Linked DNA regions of Mus musculus: region 1 is linked to region 2. Evidence: chromatin contacts called from public HiChIP or PLAC-seq data. All regions are on one chromosome and are shown on one strand. Each heading gives the region's core, a stretch centred on a gene start, on an enhancer-like site or on the middle of the called end of the contact. The rest is flanking DNA. Distances are from core to core; before and after follow the strand shown.

Region 1 (4,877 bases), core at 1,965-4,464, 120 kb after region 2:
CATTCTTTTGGGTGGGAAAGGGTTTGAGGATGTACCACAGAGAGCAGTAAGACTTGAAAGAGGAACAGAAGCCTACCACATTGGTGACAGTCTTTTTAAACTAAGACAATTGGAGGGGCAGAAAAGATGGCTCAGTAGTTGAGAGCACACACACATTGGTATTGCAGAGGACCTGCATTTTGTTCCCAGCGTCCATGCTAGGCAGCTTGCAACTGCCAGTAACTACAGATCCAAGGGATCTTATGCCTCTGACCCGCATGGGCATCTGCACTCATGTGCACATACCCCAGACACAGACACACCAGGCAGATAAACATAATTTTAAAATAAAGTCTTTTTAAAAAGAAATAATAGTCCATATAAAGGCATACAATTGTGATCAGCGACTGCAATGAGCACATCTGGTAGAGACTAGGCATACATGAGTAGGACTGTAAAGGCAAGCAGGTGCTAGGCCATGAAGACTATAGAACACAGGGAAAGGGGCTAGAAATAAATCCTGGATGAAACCAAAAGCAAGGGGATTAGAAGTAATAGGTAGGCATAATTTTACTTATTTGTAGAAGGTTGGCTCTAAATGCTGTTGGGGGTAGGGTTATAGACAGGCAGTGACTAAACAAGAAAAGCAGCAGAAACAACTGTTTTAACGCTCATGGAACAAAACGGCAGGGGTGACTGAGGGTAGTAGGTCTAGAGAGCCAGGGGGCCTTAAAGGATACATCAGTGATAACATGATGCACACAGCAATTCCAGACACACTACACTACAGGGATGGCCACTGGCCTGGCAGCTCCGAGAAGCCCTGTGGCGATGACACACTGCTACAGAAAGGTAATGGTGCAGTGAGACAACCACCCCCAGGGCCTGCAGTTTCTTAGACTTTTTTTAGAAGACAAGAGTTGAAAATAGTGGGGTCAGGAGCTGAAGAAATGGCCCAGTGGTTAAGAACACTGGCTGTTCTTCCAAAGGACCTGAGTTCAATTCTCAGCACCCACATGGCAGCTTACAACCATCTATAACTCTAGTCCCAGGGGATCCAATGTGCTCTTCTGGTTTCCAAGAACATCAGGTATGCACACTGTGCACAGACATATATTCAAGCAAAACACCCAGACACAAATAAAGAAATATAACTGTACTGGCTAGTTTTGTGTCAACTTGACACAGCTGGAGTTATCACAGAGAAAGGAGCTTCAGTTGAGGAAATGCCTCCATGAAATCCAACTGTAAGGCATTTTCTCAATTAGTGATCAAGGGGGAAAGGCCCCTTGTGGGTGGGACCATCTCTGGGATGGTAGTCTTGGTTCTATAAGAGAGCAGGCTGAGCAAGCCAGGGGAAGCAAGCCAGTAAAGAACATCCCTGCATGCACTCTGCTGGCAGACTGACCAATCCCAGGAGGACACAAAGCTTTTCCCTGTGCTGGGGTGTATATAAGGAGTCCTCCCTGGGTGCGTGAGCGCAACAATGGCTCAGTGGCTCAGTGGTTAAGAGCACTGACTGCTCTTCCAGAGGTCCTGCGTTCAATTCCCAGCAACCACATGGTGGCTCACAACCATCTGTAATGGGATCCGATGTCCTCTTCTCTTCTGGTGTGTCTGAAGAGAGTGACAGTGTGCTCATATACATAAAATAAATAAATACTTCTTGAAACAAACAAACAAAACCAAAACCAAACCAGAAGATGATGAAGAAAGAGGTCAGAGACTACGCCTCACTTCCTTGTCACAGGAAGTGTAGTGTCCTTGCTGGCTTCTCACAGTAATGCTTTGAGTGACATCAGGGAAAGATTTATTTTTATTTTTATTTGTGTGTGCACACACAGATATGCTCATCTCTTGATAGTTTTAGAGTTAGTTCTCACAGACCAGCTCCTCTTATCTGACACACCCCCTCCCACTAAGAGATTAGACAGTATCTTTCAAGCATGCCCAGTAAACAGTGGAATTTGGACTACAAGTATTGAAGAAGAGACAAATAAGTAATAAATGTACCTCTGAAGAAACCGTAACACATTTTTTTTCCCCTTTTTGTTTTGAGGCAGCCTAGACTAGCCTTGAATTGGATCAACCTGGAGTCTCCCTAGTGTTGTTAGGCTATTAGGTGTGAGCTACTACACCTGGCTGTATTTTTATTAAGTTAATGAATTGGTTAATTATTAAGCTAGCTTTTCAGACAATCCTAGTATGTGTCCCTGACTGGTCTAGAGCTTTCTCTCTATCAGGCTGATTTTTAACTTAGAGTAATCCTTTTGATTGCCTCCTAGGATTACAGATGTGTGCCACTGTGCCCAGTTATAGATTTTATTTTTTATTTTCTTTTGTTTTTTTGAGACAAGGTATCACTGTGTATCCCAGAATAGCCTAGAACTCATAATGTAGACCAGGCTGACCTGGAACTTACAGAGCTCTGCCTGCCTCTGTCTTCCAAGTGCTGGGACTAAAGGTATGTACCACTGTACTGGCTGGTTTTATGTGTCAACTTGACACAAGCTGGAGTTATCACAGAGAAAGGAGCTTCCCTTGAGGAAATGCCTCCGTGAGATCCAGCTGTAAGGCATTTTCTCAATTAGTGATCAAGGCAGGATGGCCCATTGTGGGTGATGCCATCCCTAGGCTGGTAGTCTTGGGTTCTATAAGAAAACAAGTGAGCAAGCCAGGGGGAGTAAGCCAGTAAGGAGCATCCCTCCATGGCCTCTGCATCAGCTCCTGCTTCCTGACCTGCCTGAGTTCCAGTCCTGACCTCCTTTGGGGATGAACAGCAATGTGGGAAGTGTGAGCTTCTTGATCATGATGTTTGTGCAGGAAACAGAAACCCTCACTAAGACAACCACCATTTCTAGCTTTTTATTTATTTTTAAAACTATTACATTTATTTCTGAACGTGTGCACGTGTGTGAGTATGCTTTTGTCATGGTTCATGCCACGGCTCATGTGTTGAGACCAGACAATCTGTGGGCATCAATTCTCTGCTGCCAGTACCTTTCTTGCCAAGCCAGCTCTCTGGCACTGCACTTTTGATTTTATTCATTTTCAGAAACATCTGTTGTTGTTGTTTTGTTTTAAAGAGTATTAGTTTTGTCTGTGTGTACATATATCACGTGCTTGCCTGGTACTAGGGGAAGCCAAAAAATGGTTCTGGGACTAGAGTTACAAATGGCTGTGAAACACGATGTGGGTACTCGGAATTAAGTCCTGTCTGTAAGAGCAGGAAGTTCCCTCAATCACTGTGCCAGATTTACACTGCCAAAAACAACTTCCTCTTCCTCCTCCTCTTCTTTTCCCTTCCTCTTCCCCTTCTTCTTCTCCTCCCCCTTTTTCTTCTTCCTCCTCCTCCTCCTTCTTTTGAGGCAAGGTTTCTTTGTATAGCCCTGGCTGTCCTGGAACTCACTCTGTAGACCAGGCTGGCCTTGGACTCAGAGATCCGCCTGCCTCTGTCTCCCAAGTGCTGGGATTGAAGGCGTGTGCCACCACTGCCTGGCCAGTGCCTACTTTTTATTTTTAGAAGACGGGAGCAGGATGGCAATTCTGCCAACACAGTGAACTGCTCCATAAGATAAACTCGAGAGAAATGACAAACACCCAGGTACACTACTGATTTACGTTTATAACCCACTGCTTCACAACAGCCATAACAGATCTCACAGGATAACCAGCAACGAGTGCTGAAACGTCCGCAAGCTATTGATGCGACAGGAAGATGAGGGTGGAGGCAACTGGGTCAGAACTATCAATCAGCAACTTGAAATAACTGTCACCACTACAGGAGACACTCATCTCAAGAAGACAGAGAGACACAAAATCTTTGCTCCCAGGACCCTTCACCAATCTTCCTATTTCAGCTTAAGAGCGAAGCCAGGCATTTGGGAAGAAACAGGGAACTATTTTTAAAGTGCTCCTCCACCGTGACTCCAGTAAGAGTAAAGCAAAGGGAACAATTTCAGAGCCTAGCGAGCGAGACCCAGCCAGAGAGCAATGCACAGACAGCCGTGTGCTGATCGTTTGGAACTCACCCTGCTCGGGGTCCTCCAACAGAACCCCTCGTTTAACCAGTTCTTCTCTTGGTTTTCGCATAGATATTTTTCGCTCTAAAACTAACATTAAATTGGAAAACACAACTCAGAAATTCAGCAGTTGGAAGGTCAACATATCTCTTAGCGTTATAAGTATAAAAGAATAAAGTAGTTCACAGTATTTGTGCTCTTAAGAAAAAAAAAGAACAGGGAAACTAACTTTACATCTAAAAACTTAGCTGAGAGTGGTCCCACATGCCTGTAGTACTAGCACTTGGGAGGTGGAGGCAGGAGGATCAGTCCCAGCACAGCCTTATCTACATAGTAAGGTTTAGATTAGCACGGGCTACACAGACTGCCTCAAACAAAACACATATTCCCATCTGAGACCAAGAGGCTGAGAAAGCCTGCCACGCTGGAGGCCAGCACATTCTGTACAGTGTTAGGCCAGCCAGGGCAACAAGGCTCTGACCAAACAAAACAAAATGCTTTGCTGGAGCTGGGAGTTACATTGACAGTCATGATTGCCCAGCATGTCCAAGGCCCTGGGTTCCACACCGAGAACTAGATATAAAAAACAAACAAGGCAGGCACCGGTGGCGCATGCCCTAATCCTAGCACTTGGGAGGTAGAGGCAGGTGGACCTCTGTGAGTTTGAGATCAGCCCGATCTCCAGAGAAAGTACTAGTTCCCAAGGAAGCTGTACTCACATGACTGCAGCTTAACTAGGGCACAGCAGTAAGGAGTTACAGATGAGCCGTGCTGATGGCAAGTGGGCTAAGCAGAAAGGAAGCACTAAGAACTGTACAGTGAGGCTGGAGCCTCACCGAGTATTCCCATCTGTTCCTGTTTTTATTTTTCTTCTGT
Region 2 (4,934 bases), core at 231-2,730:
AAGTCTCCAATTTGCAACTTTATTACTTAAGCACAAAACTCACTAAGTCCACCGTATGCACTTGGTTGTTCAGCCAAAGTGAACTCAGATATAATGAACCCAAGGTCATTTCACTCTGCAGGAAGTATCCAGAGGAAGTGAAGTTCTATATAAATCACAGATTGGATGGAGACTCCTATATAGGTGTTTGAAGGAATCAAGGAATACGTTTTTAAAAGTCACCCCTCTAAGAGTGTAAGAAATCAAAACAGGGCCCAAACTAACCCAACAAAGCTCAAATACACCTACTCAATGAACTTAAGTATAAAAGAAAAACAAGTTATTATATGGTTGAAAAATTAGAAGCGTTAGGCCCAAGCTCTTATGAAAACGTTCCATAATACTAGCCAAGGAAAGGGGGCTGGGCAGATGGCAAGAGTGTACAGATGTGGAGAAAACCCCTACTTCCTGGTTCTCCTAGAGTCAGTAACAGGTCGCATTTTGAGAGCTCAGGGTTTCCTTGCTCCTTGGACAGCCAGGTCAAGACCCTCGGGTAAGATTCTGCCCACATTTCTCTTGCCTCTCAAACCGAGGACACCTGGCCAATTCCCTGTCATTTCTGAAAGCAAGGGGTACCCTCTTCCCAGCAAGTACCTTCTCACTAACCCCATAACCTTAGGCTTCCCTCGTCTCCTGACGCAGGAAACCACCCTACTCTCCACCTAGCCACCGGAGGCCCTCCACTCTGAAGCCCTCACGGGGACCCTTCTCCTTCTTACTGCCCTTCATCTTGGGAAGGACGCTGCCTCCTCTCCTAAGCCCTCCAAAGGACCTTCCTCCTCCTCCTCCTCCTCCTCCTCCTCTCCAGGTCTGGTGGCCCAGGCCTCTCCCCTCGGGCGAAGGCTTGACCCTATTCCCTGCACCCCACCCCCACCCCAGCACGCCGCCCTCTCCCCCGACCCGGCCCGACCCAGGCCTGACCCAGCTCCTCCGCGCAAGGCCCAAGCTCCCAAACCCCGTATTTTTGGGGTGGGGAGGGATTCCCCTGGCCCCTCCGCGAGGACTTCCGGGCCCCTCGGTCCGGGGGCGCCGAGCCTTCCCCACCCCCCCAACCCCCGCCCAGTACGGGGTTCGTAGGACCCGGAGCCTAGGCCCGGCCGGCCACGCTGGGGGCGGCCCGGCGGCTCGGGCGGACCCAGCGGCAGCGTCCCCCCACCCCCCCCGCGGCGCCGCGACGTCCGCTCGCTCCCCGGCGGCGGCGGCGGCACGCACAGGGCGTGGGGAGGCGCCCGCGGAGGCAGCAGCCCCCCGCCCCCTGCGCGCCCGCCCGCCCTCGCCCTCGCCCTCGCCGTCGCCGTCGCCGGCCGCCGCGCGGCCCCCGCGCCCGCCCCCCCCCGCCCCCAGCCCTCGCCGCGCCGCGCGCCCACCCCTCCCCCTCCTCACCGTCTCCGTCGGGCGGGCGGGCGGGCGGCGAGCGGCCAGGGCGGGCGGGCGACGGAGCATGCGCACAAAGCCGCCACGGCGGCCGCCGCCACCGCCGCCGCCAAGCCGGGCTCCAGCACTTCCGGCCGCCGCGGCGGGCGAGCCGGCGCCTTAAAGGGGACGCGTCCTTATTGCGGGCCGCGCAGGGGATACACCTCCCCCCTCAGCCTAGCGATTTAGGGGAGCCTGAGAGCTTAGGCCTTCGGTCCTAGAAAGGCAGTGTTGGAGAAGTCGCGGGAGGCCCCAGGGGACTGAATAAGGTTTAGATGCAGAGGTCATCTCGCCCTGACTCTTGTGGAGGACTAGGGCTTTTCTTTCTCCAAATCCTCTTTATTGACGCTTACAATTTATCAGGATTTCAGGTTACCAATGTGGAATGAAAAGATGCTGCTGAGCATAGATAGTAACCCCTTCCCGCGTCCAAACCATGGCTCTTTGCGCAGGTTTTCCTGCTTGTCCGGGTTCGGAGTTCAAATTTGAACTTCCTTGGAACCGGTACAACAACTGTGCAGTGACTTGACAACTCTAAGCCACCTATTTCCCGAAAGGTACATGTCGTTCATGTACAATGAAATGATACTTGAAAAGTACTTGGGCAAGTTTCTGAGGCCGGGGAATAGTAACTGACAAGCTTTAAGGCAATGTGGTCAGGCCTTGGGGTTAGATGCTTTTGGTTTATAAATTCCTCAGAGCCACCTTACTCTTTCATTCTCATCTTTGAAAGTTAAACAGGAACGTCGGCACGTGCTGGTGGTACACGCTTTTAATTCCACAATTCCTGTCTAGCCTGGTCTACATAGTGGGTTCTAGGCCAGCTGTGGCTACATAATGAGACCTTGTCTCAAAAAAAAAAAGCAAGCCAAACGTAGAGATGAGGGGTGTGAGGAGGGAAGTAGGTCGGTAGGTAGAACACGTGCAGAAGACCCACAAGGGTTATTTCCCATCTTTCTTCCTATAGACATTGTGTTGTATCTGTCTTCTTTGCTTCCAAAGGGCAGGTTGTGGGCTGTGTGTGTGTGTGTGTGTAGAGATGGCACGTTGGGTGCAGGCTCCTGACCACCTGAGTTCCACCACTCGAACCTACATAGTGATTTTTTTTTTTTTTTTTTTTTTAATTGAGACAGGGTTTTCTGTGTAGCCCTGGCTGTCCTGGAATTCACTTTGTAGACCAGGCTGGTCTCGAACTCAGAAATCCGCCTGCCTTTGCCTCCCAAGTGCTGGGATTAAAGGAGTATGCCACCACTCTAAATGTGATTTTTAAAAAAGATATATAAGTGTGTGAGAGCGGGTTTTTTTTTTTTAAGATTTATTATATGTAAGTACACTGTTGTCTTCAGACACTCCAGAAGAGGGCATCAGATATTGTTACAGATGCTTGTGAGCCACCATGTGGTTGCTGGAATTTGAACTCAGGACCTTTGAAAGAGCAGTCAGTGTTCTTAACTGCTGAGCCATCTCTGCAGCCCTTGTTTTGTTTTTTAAGAATTTATTTATTTATTTCATATATGTGAATACACTGTCATTGTCTTCAGACACACCAGAAGAGGGCATCAGATCCCATTACAGATGGTTGTGAGCCACCATGTGGTTCCTGGGAATTGAACTCAGGACCTCTGGAAAAGCAGTCAGTGCCCTTAACCACTGAGCCATCTCTCTAGCCCTTTTTTTGGTTTTTTGAGACAGGGTTTCTCTGTAGTCCTGGCTGTCCTGGAACTCACTTTGTAGACCACGCTGGTCTCAAACTCAGAAATCCACCTGCCTCTGCCTCCCAAGTGCTGGGATTAAAGGCGTGCGACACCACGCCCAGCTTTTCTTTTTTTTCTTTTTTGGATGTGAGAGCATTTTAACTGAGCAAGCACGAAAAGAAACATTGGGGGCTGGAGAGATGGCTCAGCAAGTAAGGTGTGTACTGTTCTTGCTAAGGATCTGAGTCAGGTTCCCAGCACTCATGTGGGTTGACTCATTATTGCCTGTAACTCTTATCTCTAGGGGATCCAACTCCTGTTCTGGCCTCCGGTGATACTGCATTCACGCGAACAAACACACATACAGTTATAAATAAGAAATAAGATCTTAGGGGCTGGATGAGTTGGTTCATTGGTTAAGAGCACTGACTGCTCTTCAGAGGTCCTGAGTTCAATTCCCAGCAACCACATGGTGCCTCACAACCATCTGTAATGGGCATCCAATGCCCTTTTCTAGTATGTCTGGAGACTGCGACAGCTCTGAAGGGGAAAGCCTAGGTCAGCCACTGGGTTCAGCAGGAGAGCTGTTCCTGCTGGGTGGAGTCCTCTCTGAGGCTGGGGACTAAATGGAGCTGGATGGCAGTGAATGGAGCTTGTAGGGAAAGCACCGAGGAGGAGCGACAACTGTGATTGTGTTTCTTTATTATGTTGCTTGAATGAAGGGAACAAATAATAAACCAAGGTAATAAGATGACTGCTGGCTTTCCGAGGTAAGTGCTATGAGAGACCCCACCCCCACTTAATCACTCCTCCTGTTACCAAATGCTCACAAAGGGTTGGAAAACACAGAATGTATTTCTACTTATAACTGACATATTCCCAGCCAATATTTTTCTATTAATTTTCCTCCTTCTTTACCTTCATGATTTATTATACATACACAATTCTGAATTACACTTTTTATTTTTTTAGCTCACTAAAAGCTGTTTCTTAGGAATTAAAGAGGTGTTAGTATATTTGGGCTTTGATTTGGTTTGAGGGTACTGGGATCAAACCCAGTGTCTGGTGCATACTAGGAATTTACTTCACAGTCAGGTGATGGTTAAGCCCTGGAGAGGCAGAGGCAGGCAGATCTCTCTGAGTTCAAGGCCAGCAAGTCCCAGTACAGCCAAGGCAACACAGAGAAACCCTGTCTCGGAAAAAAAAAAAAAGAAAAGAAAAGAAAGAAAAGAAAAAAAGCAAAGGAAAGAAAAAGAAAGTTGCTTGGACCCAGCCAGGTAGCCCAGTTCCTACATCCTCTGCTACTGGGGAGAGGCATACAGATCACAAGTTCGAGGTCAGCCTGAGACACGGTGAATTTTCTAGTACCTGTGAAGTGCTAGCTTCTTTCTCTAGGAACCCAAACCAAACATATAATACAATGTTATAGAGATGCTCGCTGCCAGGTCTGGATTTGTCTCACCCTTCATCATTCCGGGGGTTAGCCGATTTCGATCAGGGGAGGATTCTGTTTGTTTGAGTGAAAAGGGAAGTTGACCAATGGAGGAGACAACTGTTCTGAAGGGGCGTCTACTGGGGAGAGGCTGTGTGCACATAATGGTGTATGCATATACCAGGACGGGCTCTCCAGGGGACCTCAGGCAGTAGCTTTGGAGGAAAGATTGAGACTTGAATGTTTTAAGTGTATCTCTCTGATTTTTGTTTTGACATACGATCTTCTCCAGTCCCTACAAATACATCTGAAATGCCTCTATACTCCCAACACTGGGTAGGGCGAAGCAAGCAGGG

The links. HiChIP or PLAC-seq counts read pairs in DNA pulled down with a chosen protein or histone mark.
Region 1: an H3K27ac HiChIP or PLAC-seq map of microglia shows a contact between it and region 2, with 9 times the contacts expected there. The contact joins the enhancer-like site here to the promoter of Gmeb1 in region 2. A contact is called at or near these places in 2 of 39 promoter capture datasets (frontonasal cranial neural crest and maxillary cranial neural crest), 3 of 115 datasets of contacts at active chromatin or transcription factors (double positive thymocytes, embryonic stem cells and microglia) and 3 of 9 other capture datasets (adipose tissue, liver and pancreatic islet).

What each region holds. Positions count from the first base shown.
Region 1 is chr4:132,379,272-132,384,148 of GRCm38.p6, forward strand. The region is part of intron 3 of Phactr4 (phosphatase and actin regulator 4); the gene reads right to left. Among named protein-coding and RNA genes, the nearest start is that of Snhg3, 28 kb to the left of the region's middle. Within about 2 kb of position 3,215, at least 14 of the 459 cell types and tissues checked have an H3K27ac peak or open chromatin away from gene starts, as enhancers often do. A contact at or near this core is called in adipose tissue and microglia, where this site is marked.
Region 2 is chr4:132,260,069-132,265,002 of GRCm38.p6, forward strand. It overlaps Gmeb1 (glucocorticoid modulatory element binding protein 1), which reads right to left and starts at 1,481. Exons shown (of 10, transcript NM_020273.2): 1 at 1,423-1,481. Gm28874 (a long non-coding RNA gene) reads left to right here. Exons shown (of 2, transcript XR_390809.4): 1 at 1-532.